Regions from separate parts of the Mus musculus genome. Here regions 2 and 3 are each linked to region 1. Evidence: chromatin contacts called from public HiChIP or PLAC-seq data. All regions are on one chromosome and are shown on one strand. The core of a region is the stretch at or near the end of the contact, and the rest is flanking DNA. Distances in the headings are between cores, read along the strand shown. Region 1 overlaps Tti2 (TELO2 interacting protein 2). Region 2 overlaps Rbpms (RNA binding protein gene with multiple splicing). Region 3 overlaps Ubxn8 (UBX domain protein 8).

What was found. HiChIP or PLAC-seq counts read pairs in DNA pulled down with a chosen protein or histone mark.
Region 2: an H3K27ac HiChIP or PLAC-seq map of embryonic stem cells shows a contact between it and region 1, with 5 read pairs. The contact joins two enhancer-like sites. A contact is called at or near these places in 2 of 39 promoter capture datasets (cranial neural crest and embryonic stem cells) and 1 of 115 datasets of contacts at active chromatin or transcription factors (embryonic stem cells).
Region 3: an H3K27ac HiChIP or PLAC-seq map of embryonic stem cells shows a contact between it and region 1, with 10 times the contacts expected there. The contact joins two enhancer-like sites. A contact is called at or near these places in 3 of 39 promoter capture datasets (cranial neural crest, embryonic stem cells and frontonasal cranial neural crest), 7 of 115 datasets of contacts at active chromatin or transcription factors (embryonic forebrain, embryonic stem cells, large pre-B cells and 1 more) and 1 of 9 other capture datasets (adipose tissue).

Annotation. Positions count from the first base shown.
Region 1 is chr8:31,157,631-31,161,029 of GRCm38.p6, forward strand. Tti2 (TELO2 interacting protein 2) reads left to right here. Exons shown (of 7, transcript NM_144927.3): 6 at 963-1,125; 7 at 2,252-2,459. The coding sequence ends at 2,365. Mak16 (MAK16 homolog) reads right to left here. Exons shown (of 10, transcript NM_026453.3): 9 at 3,129-3,194; 10 at 1,838-2,947. The coding sequence ends at 2,759. Among named protein-coding and RNA genes, the nearest start is that of Tti2, 9.0 kb to the left of the region's middle. Within about 2 kb of position 1,666, at least 4 of the 459 cell types and tissues checked have an H3K27ac peak or open chromatin away from gene starts, as enhancers often do. A contact at or near this core is called in embryonic stem cells, where this site is marked.
Region 2 is chr8:33,828,114-33,831,512 of GRCm38.p6, forward strand. All of the region lies in intron 5 of Rbpms (RNA binding protein gene with multiple splicing), which reads right to left. Among named protein-coding and RNA genes, the nearest start is that of Smim18, 82 kb to the left of the region's middle. Within about 2 kb of position 1,683, at least 16 of the 459 cell types and tissues checked have an H3K27ac peak or open chromatin away from gene starts, as enhancers often do. A contact at or near this core is called in embryonic stem cells, where this site is marked.
Region 3 is chr8:33,623,520-33,626,918 of GRCm38.p6, forward strand. It overlaps Ubxn8 (UBX domain protein 8), which reads right to left. Exons shown (of 8, transcript NM_178648.2): 6 at 2,805-2,846. Among named protein-coding and RNA genes, the nearest start is that of Ubxn8, 17 kb to the right of the region's middle. Within about 2 kb of position 1,767, at least 38 of the 459 cell types and tissues checked have an H3K27ac peak or open chromatin away from gene starts, as enhancers often do. A contact at or near this core is called in embryonic stem cells, where this site is marked.

The DNA of each region.
Region 1 (3,399 bases), core at 416-2,915:
TCTTTTTTTTTTTTTTTTTTGTGCCCCTTAGTCTTTTTTTTTTTTTTTCCATTTTTTATTAGGTATTTAACTCATTTACATTTCCAATGCTATACCAAAAGTCCCCCATATCCACCCACCCCCACTCCCCTGCCCACCCACTCCCCCTTTTTGGCCCTGGTGTTCCCCTGTACTGGGGCATATAAAGTTTGCAAGTCCAATGGGCCTCTCTTTCCAGTGATGGCCGACTAGGCCATCTTTTGATATATATGCAGCTAGAGTCAAGAGCTCCGGGGTACTGGTTAGCTCATAATGTTGTTCCACCTATAGGGTTGCAGATCCCTTTAGCTCCTTGGCTACTTTCTCTAGCTCCTCCATTGGGAGCCCTATGATCCATCCATTAGCTGACTGTGAGCATCCACTTCTGTGTTTGCTGGGCCCCGCTGATTTCTCTTTTAAGGCAAGGTTTGCTCTATAGGAAAGCTCAAGTTCTAGATCCTCCTGTCTGTGTGCTGCCACATGCTGGGATTATGAGCATGTATCGCTCACTACCTGCAGACACTTTAAATCCAGGCGTAAAGTTCTATGACTGCCAGCTGTTTCCTTACCTCTGATTTTGAAAAAGGGTGTGTGGGGGGAGGCTTGAACAGGAGAGATCCTGACTCTTCATTCTCAGCTCATGCTGGGGAATCAAGCCTTGGCAGGAAACAGGTTTTCTGGTTTTTGCTAATAGGGTCTCACTGTAGCCCTGGCTGCTCTGAAACTGGCAGACTGACCTGTTTCTTTAACATCCCAATGTGTGCATACAGGCAGAGTGCTGTAAAAATAACAGGAACTTTGGGGCTAATGATCTGCAGTCTGTTTGGTCTTGTTTTCAGCAATGAGATAGCAAACATTTGACTTCAGTTTTCCCATGCCTGGTCCAAGTCTCCTAAGTTTAACATTCCAGTTTGGAGTATGAAGTCTTTTCTTCCCAATTCTAGAATTCCCTGCAGAGTTGTGGTCTTACTGAAGGCTCTCCTGAAACTCATATGTGATATATCGAGGGATACGATCCCCACAACCGAGGCCGCTAAGAGTACAATGCTCCAGGAAGCCACAGACTGCCTGATTCTCCTGGACCACTGTTCCCAGGGGCAGGTGAAGGTAAGGCAAGCAAGCATCTGCAGCTGTGTCAGTTGGCTTTACTGTCCTAGGTAATGCCAGCGACTGATTGTAATTCACTCCTTGTATGCCCAACTAAGTTGGCTATGAGCTTAGAGGGTGTTAGGTCTTACCCCAGGGCTCTTAAGTTCTGGTACGAAGGCTGAGCTCTTTTATTTTATTATTTATTTAGTTTCTTTTTGTTTTTTTTGAGACAGGGTTTCTCTGTATAACCCTGGCTGTTCTGTAACTCACTCTGTAGACCAGGCTGGCCTGGAACTCAAAAATCCGCCTGCCTCTGCCTCCCGAGTGCTGGGACTAAAGGCGTGCGCCACCAAGCCCGGCTTGGCTGAGCTCTTTTAATGCTATTTAACCATTTGGAGCAAAAAGAGGCTCAAAACGAACAAGCAAAAGCTACAAAGACTTTATAAAATTCAGGTTTGAGACTGACAGGACACCTATTTTGTTCGGAGGCTTGGCTGGCTCGCCGCCTAGGAAGCCCTAGGATCTGCCTGCTTAGTCCTCCCTCCCTCCCTCCCTCCCGCTGAGATTAGCAGTGCACGCTTCTCACTGATGACTCCAGTTTTAACCATGGGTTGAACTCGGCTCCTCATGTCCATCCCACTGAGCGAGCTCCCATTTTCCATATACTTAACTAGTAGGAAATTCTTCCTTTGGTTTTATATTCCACAGAATTCTCAAGACCATAGTTTGTGGTGTCTATGTGTATTTATATGAAAATCAAAAAGACTAATTTCTCATTTTTACCACAATTAGAAGTCTCCAGTTTAAAGGAACATGAAAAGAAATCCATACCCCAAAATATGTAGAGCTAGAGCATGGCTTGCTGTTTTTCAGTTTATTTGGCCATCGCACGGCAGCCCTTGTGTTGGTCTGTTTTCCAGCCAAAGGTCCACCTGGAGTTGTTTTGGCTAGAATGAAGGAGGTTCTTCCGAGCCAGCCCACTACTTACAAGCATGGGACAGTTCTCAGTTAACACCTGTTCTGATGGAGGCACCCTCCCCTAGGGCCATGCAGTCTCTCATCTTTTGAGTATGTGACAAAAGAATAAAGGCTGTGGGGAAACAGGTTTTACAGAAATCAATGCCCGTTTGCTCTCATGTTTCAGGGTCTTCTGGCTAAAATTGCAGTATCCTGTGAAGACAGCACAGTGGTGAGCTGCATCAGGAAGGTGCAGCAGGGCTCTGCAGATTCTCCTGGCGATGACACTGAAGGTGACTAACCAGCAGGAAAGGCCGCTCTCCTTATCCCAGATCACATGGATGTAGTTATGGGGGTAAAAATCTATTTTTGTATTAAAATATTATAAGTTGAAATTTTTATCTCTTCTATTTGTCCACATAAGAAAAGTTGAGTGAGAAAAAAATTGAAATCCTGACATTTCTAAGTAATTTAGAAATATTTACAGCCAGTGCCATTCCAGCTCCAGGAATTCATCTGTTAGATTCCTTGGGCTCAAGCTGTTACAGCATGTGTTATAAAAATACGCCTCTCAACTCAAGGCTCTTCATACTCACTCCAGATTTCGGCTCCACTGAAGTGACATAAATATTAACAATATAAATACTTTAGGAAACAGAACACACAAGAGCACAGCTGCCAGTGTGAAGGGAACTCATGTGGCTTTGACTTTGGCCATGGGCTCTGTCTCCTGTTCATACTCTATTTCCACATAGGCCCGTTTTTTCCGTAAAGGTCCTTTCAAGGGTGCTTTGCCTTTGTGCTTAGCCTTATGAGCCTCTTCATCATTGGAGGATTCATCATCCTGGTCTTCCTCACTGTCAGTATTCAGTTTATCCATATCCTAATATGTAGAAACAGAGAGTCAGACCAGGGAAAGTGCAAGCCTTCTCCTACGCCCCTCATTGCGCAGCTGGTTCAAAACAAACCATGCGTTTGTTCCTTTGCTCCTGTGTTCAGACCCACTCCCCTATCCCCCCTTCCTTGCTGTGGCCACAAGCCATTCTTTATCCCACAGAGCTCACCTCAAAGTCACTCAGGTCACTCTCCTCCACCTCCTCATCTTCTACAAACTCTCTTTTCCCCACATCCTAGAAGGAAACAGTCACTGGGTTAGGAATAATGGTACTGAAGATTGAGTCTTAACATCTAGGTTTACCTCGTTCCATAAAGTGAGTCAGTCTGCACACACAGCCACCAAAACCTATTACTCTCAAGGTTCACACATACAAATTAAAAGGAAAAATCAGGGACACATGTAAAAGTCAACACAGAATCATCACAAGATACAAAAGG
Region 2 (3,399 bases), core at 433-2,932, 2.7 Mb after region 1:
ATCAATCCTATGACCTCTTGGTCATTTTGGGGGAAGAGGCAAAGGGGTGAGGACCAGTGTCATGTTCCTGTGACTGTCATGAACTCAGCCGGTCCAAGCTGTTTTCAGGAAGGATGGATTCCCCAGGCCTGAGTCCCATGACAGGGCTCTCAAAGAGAAAAGCTGAAAGCTACATCTCTTTACCTCCTGCAGTACTGCCACAGGGGGCCTCTATCCGCCATCTGAGGTTTAGGGGAACGTGGGGTTAAAATAGGGGCTCTTGTGCCCCAGGCTGTCCTGGAACATCTGCACCATTGGCTTCCACATGCACCAAAATGTTTCCTCCCCATTCCCAGCTGCTTCTAACCCCCTATGACATTTCCTCTCAGCCCTCTTTTGTTTGTTTGTTTGTTTGGGGTGGGGTGAGGAACACCTCATACCTTAGCCCAAGCTGGCCCCCAAGTCGTTGGTTTTCCTGTCTTGGCCTCTAGGGGCTGCAGTCGGGAGCTGCCGAGGTTTGCTGCCCAGCTAGTCTAGCCAATCGCTGGGCTACAGGTTCAGTCAGACCCTGCTTTTTAAAACTAAGGTGGCCAGTGACAGAGAAAGAACTTCTGTCCTCTGCATTCACCTGTACAAAAGTGTGTACACACACATACATCACATGCACATACGACAGAGGTTGTCACAGGAAACACTCAGATTTTTCATCACCAGAGGAAAAGTTCATATCAACCCCAAAGCTGCTTCCAGAATCCACGGCTCAGCTCTCAGCCCCCTGCAAACCTGCGAGTCAGTATCTTTTCTTTGCATCCTATCTCCTGCCCACTTGGTCAGGTAGATAGTTCTCCTGCCCTGTTCCTACCTTCCAGGAGGTCATGGCACTGGCACTGCACCCAGCACACTGTCGGGACAAGCATCTGGACAGACGAATGTTTAGAGAGACTGCAATGGCAGTCTGTGTTGCTGCTCAGGGAGACCAGCAGAGTTGTTTCCTGGTCAGTTTGGGTTTCAGACAGGGAGGCTCCCAGCCCCAGCCCCAGCCCCAGCCCCACACTATTATGGACTGCGCTGTCCTAAACTTTCCCGGGATCCCGTGAGCTGGGAGACTCGGACAGGGCTGAGTGAATGGGAAACTCCAGTCGAAGGCCATGGAGGCTGCAAGGGCAGAGGGAAGTTAGGAGAGTAAAGGCTGTTCAATTCCTTGGCCTACTGATGATTCCCAAATACAACTGTGTGCCTAACAATCCAGAGGTAAAGGGTGGCGGGACAGCTTGGTCAGTCGGGAATTCAAGTTTTAGCATCCACACAGAAAGCCAGGCCAGGCACAGGGGATTGTGCCTGTAGTCCAGTGTTGGGGAAGCTGAGTCAGGGGATACGTGACGGTTACTGGCCTAGCCGTTCTGGTTAACAAACTGTAGGTTTCACGGAGAGAAACTATAGGTTTCACACACATACTCAGCCCCAGCTTAGATCCCACAGACTCCTGCACCCCTAGGGTTGAAAGCCCGGGCGGAGGATTGCTACAGAGTCTGTTTATAATCTGCTCAAGATGGAATTGAGGGCCAGGGATGGCGCTCAGTCAGCAGAAGACTCAATGCCCAGAACTACAAAAAACATGGTGGCGGTGAACGGTTATCTCAGCACTTGGGAGGTGGAGGCAGGAAGACCAGGAGTTCAAGGTCATTGCTTCAGGCACATAAAAGAGGTTAAGGCCAACCTGTCTTTAAAGAAAGAAAGGAGGCCTGTGTAATTTGAGCAAACAAAGGCCCTTTTAGGTGTTGGCTGCCTCTGCCTTTAGGAGCACTGCAATGTAAGGCACACTGCAGTCTAGACTGAAAAGCATTTATTCTATTCAATTCCATATGCACGATGACAAGTATGACTATACTGCGTAAATCCTGGCATATGCTGAAGTGCACACAAGACTGTACATCCTGGGGCAGGTCACTAGGAAGCTGGCTCAGCAGTTAAGAGCACTCTCTGGCTTCCAGAACCTGACTGAATTCGTTCTCCAGCTCTCACAAGCTGCTCGAAAGACGCCTGCTCCTCCAAGGGATCTGATACCCTCCCCCTGGCTTCCACTGGCACGTGCACACACGTGTCGGGCGTACACGCACACTTTTACCGGCTTCTTACTGCGCGTAGCTGCTTCTACATCTTGCTGGCAGCAAGCAACTATGAGATTTTAAAGTACAAAAGCAAATCCATGACGTGTTAAAAAAAAGAATTCCAATAGCACCTCTAGCTGCTTAATGGTGAGTGTCCAAAGGCAGACAACTGCAGGAGCAAAGGCACACAACACACATGGTTCTACACACACACACACACACACACACACACACACACACACACACACACACACACAGAGGGCTGCCTACGTGGCCACTTCTTACATACAGCAGTAAGCCTGTGGGTGACTAATCAGAATTGGCATTTTGTATCTGAGAAAGCAAGCCCACAATGAAGTGAGATGATTAGAATGGAGTTATAAGGGATGGGGGTCTTCAGTTCATCACCTGACATGCTAGTCGACATCAACAATCTGTGCAAACAACAATCTATTTGTCTCACGGGCTTTCGGATGGACAACCAAGGCCAAGGCCTGGCAGGCTTGATTCTCCTGGGACCCCTCCTACACACAGAGGGCTGCCATTTCCCATGCACACATAGGGGCTTCTCTCTACATGCCACAGAACTCTCCATCCCTCCCTCCCCCTCCCTTCCTCCCTAAGGATAATGGTCATATCGGATTGGGCTCCCTACCCTTGGGTCTCTTCTGGGTGGTGGAACCACCTGCCTTTAATCCCAACACTTGGGAGGCAGGGGCAAGTGCACCTGAGTTCAAAACCAGTCTAATCTACAGGGCGAGCCTCCGTGTCAGGACAGCCAAGGCTATACAGAGGGACCCTGTCGAAAGAAGGCTGGGGATGTAACTAACTCAAAGGCAGAGAGCACTTGCCTAGCCTGAAAACCTTCGTTCCATTCTTGACATTGTGAAAACAAGCAGGCAGGAAAACTAAAACTGAACACTACCACAAAACATGATACAACAGTGGTTACAAGGAATACTAACTTCAAACGAATGACCTCATTCGTGAAAATACAGTTAATATGGCACATGGCTATAAACAGGACTGAGAGGCAGGCAGGCAAGCAGGAGAATGTCCTCAAGTTCAAAGCTAACTTAACCTTCCCTTGAGTTCCAGGCTACCGAGGGCTACACATGGAGTCCCTGAATGATACGCTGCCCTCATCACCCTCCAAAGTTAGTTAGGAAGGAAGACTTTCCTAAGCCTGCAAGGAAGAACACTTGGCCGTAGCCATACGATGTTGACCCACCAACTAACGGGGGAAGAGCAGCAACCCAAATGCTCTGTAAAAATAAAACTGGATTACATCTGACATTCACCTGCTACACCA
Region 3 (3,399 bases), core at 517-3,016, 2.5 Mb after region 1:
AAGACAGAAGTCCAGATGGGAACTCTAGCTAGCCTGGGGATAAGGCTCAGCTGGTATAAGAGTGCCTAGCAACACAACGCCCTGGGTTCACTACCCACCACCCCATGCACCACACTGGAGAGAGCATCATGTGTACTATATGGATGCACCACCTGTCAATTTAAAAGCCATAGGGTCTATAGCTTGGGCAGGAAATGGAAATGGAGGGTAGAGCACCCAGGAGACAAAGGATTCTGGGATAGAGCCAGACTGGCTATCCACCTGGGATGAGGTAAGGAGAAGGATGCATGGTAGCTGAATGCAGTCACGTGACAGAATGTAGGTTAAAATAATTGGGTTATTTTAGCTATGATCTACTCAGAGTAGAGCCTAGCTGTATGGCCAAGGTATATATAAATATACTTTTGAGTCTGAGTCTTATTTCTGAGAGCATGTGGCTAGGAAGAAGAACCAGGACCTAACTCTATACCACATATGGTGGTACAAGCAGTTCCTTCCTAGCTGCAAAGGTAGAGCCAAGAGGACCAGACGCTCAAGATGATCTGCAACTACACAGTGGGTCTGAGGACATCCTTGACTACATGAAACTACCTCAAAAAAAAAAAAAATGTGTAAGTAGGTAGAAGAGATGGTTACGCACACTGGCTGATCTCCCAGAAGACCCAAGTTCAATTCCCAGCACCTACATAGCAGCTGACAAACTAACCCCAACCCTAGGGTTATGATGCACTCTTTGGACATGCACAGGTGTGGTGGTTTGAATAGTTAGCCCCATAGACGCATGTGTTTGAATGCTTGGCCATAGGGAGTGATACTAGTAGGAGGTGTGGCCTTGTTAGAGGAAGTGTGTCACTACACTCAGTGACACAGTCTTCTGTTTTCTATGAATCAAGATGTAGAACTCTCAGCTCCATCTCCAGTACCATGTCTGCCTGGATGCTGCCATGTTTCCCACCACGATGATAATGGACTAAACAGGGCTGGAGCGATGGCTCTGGTTAGGAGCACTGACTGCTCTTCCCAAGATCAAATCCCAGCGACCACATGGTGGCTCACAACCATCCGTGATGAGATCTGATGCCCTCTTCTGGGGTGTCTGAAGACAGCTACAGTATACTTATATATAATAAAAAAATAAATTTTTTTTTAAAAAAGATAATGGACTAAACCTCTGGAACTGTATGCCAGTCCAAATTAAAGTTTTCCTTTATAGAGTTGCCAAGGTCATGGTGTCCCTTCACAGCAATAATAGTCTTAAGATAATGGGCATGCATGTGGTGGACAGACAGACATATATTCAGGCAAAACACTCATACATATCAAATGATTTGGGGATATCTTATCAACTGAATAAGAAAGGTGCCCCTGGGCTGGTGAGATGGCTCATGCGGTTAAGAGCACTGACTGTTCTTCCGTAGGTCCTGAGTTCAAATCCCAACAACCACATGGTGGCTCACAACCATCCGTAATGAGATCTGTCGCCCTCTTCTGGTGTGTCTGAAAACAGCTATACTGTACTTACGTATAATAATAAATCTTAAAGAAAAAAAAGGTGTCCCTGTTTTCTCAATTGTTAATTTCTACTCCAGGATAGCAGAATATGTAAATATTTGTCACTTTCATACCTGCCCCAAAAGGCAGGCTGCAGCAGGGGAAGCCACTTAGCCCTTAATGCCAAAAGGCAACAGAGAGATGGACCAGGCATTGTCCTGGGGCTGCTTGGTTCAGATGGAATGAATAAATGTGACTTTTTGCATAATAAAGAGCTAGCTGCTGGAGCTGGGGCAGAACCACTGGAGAGAGAGAAAGTCAGAGACGGAGGCTTGCTCATCAGGAGAAGAGCAAGGACGTACAGCAAGGAGAGCCACGTGCAGAGGTGTAATGGTGGGGCAGTTAGGTTAAGTCAGATGGGCTAGCTGAGGCCTGCCCTCAGCAAACAAGCCTTATACTCTACAGATGTCCCCATGCCTCTATTGTTAAACCACAGGCAGGACCCTTGAGAACTCCACAATAAAATCTAAAAGAAAAAACTGTGTGTATTTTAAAGGGGCTGGAGAGCATGTGCTGCTTCTGCAGAGGACCTGGGTTCAGTTGCCAACACCCACATCAGGTGATTCACAACCGCCAGCAACCCCGTCCTAGGGAATCTAACAACCGCCCCTGGCCTCCGTGGGCACCTGCACTCGTGTGGGGCACAAACTCTTGCAGGCACACACACACACACAAATGTCTTTCTCCTGGGGATTCCGTATCTGGATTGCTCTCAATTATCTTTATCTGTGAGAAAGCTTCAGATTTTCCAAAGTAGTAACATGCATGGCTGCTTCAAAAGCTGTTTTCTTAGGAGTCTAATGGATGCTAAACTTCATGGGATGCAGACAGTTCTCTTTCTAGGCATGCTGACTAATAACTTCATGGTTCTAAAGGCACATGGTCCCCTGCATCAGACCGTCATCTGTAACTAAGCCAGCCAGGAGCAGAAAAGACAAACGGTGACAGGCAGGTGCAGAATCTATCCTGTCCCAGCCCAGCCACAGCAGACCTCTCTCTAACTGCACCAGCAGCTGCAGGCTGCATCTTAAGTAGAGGACTACAGGGAAGCCTGTGTCAGTACTGCTGTTAGCAGTAAGCCGGGCTGTACCCTCCCACACAGCAGCACTCAGCTGAGCATCTATCTGATGCCAAGCTCAGACCTGATTCCAAGGCAACTGCCAGGAACCCGCTCTTCTCCCCATGTCCATGGGGAGGCAGGACTTGCCTGATGTCAGACAAAGGAAAGGGAGTTAAGAGAAACGGCGGCGTACCTCTTCAGCTGTTTCTGATGGTTCTTCAGGTAAATCAGGAACCTAAAGAAATATGAAATGGACATATGAGAACTCTCAAGAAGAACCCTGTTCAACAGGCTACATGCATCTAGGGTTTAAAAGGCTTCCTAAAATATCTACATCTGACAGGCATGGTGGCGCATGCCTTTAATCCCAGCACTTGGGAGGCAGGGGCAGGCGGATTTCTGAGTTCGAGGCCAGCCTGGTCTACAGAGTGAGTTCCAGGACAGCCAGGGCTACACAGAGAAACCCTGTCTCGAAAAACAAAAAAATAAAATAAAATAAAAAATTTACATCTATCAGACCTTTACAGTGAACCAGGCCTGGAGGCTCAATTAATGGTGCTTGCTGTCTAGCGTGACCTGCGTTTTGATTCCCAGGACCCACATGGAGGAAAAAGAAGAACCAAATCCTGCATAGTTCTCCTCTGCCATCACACATGCATACACACACACACATACATGCATACACACTCACACATGCATACACACATACGCACATACACATGCATACACACTCACACATGCATACACACTCACACAATAAATAATTAATTTTTTTTTTTGGTTTTTCT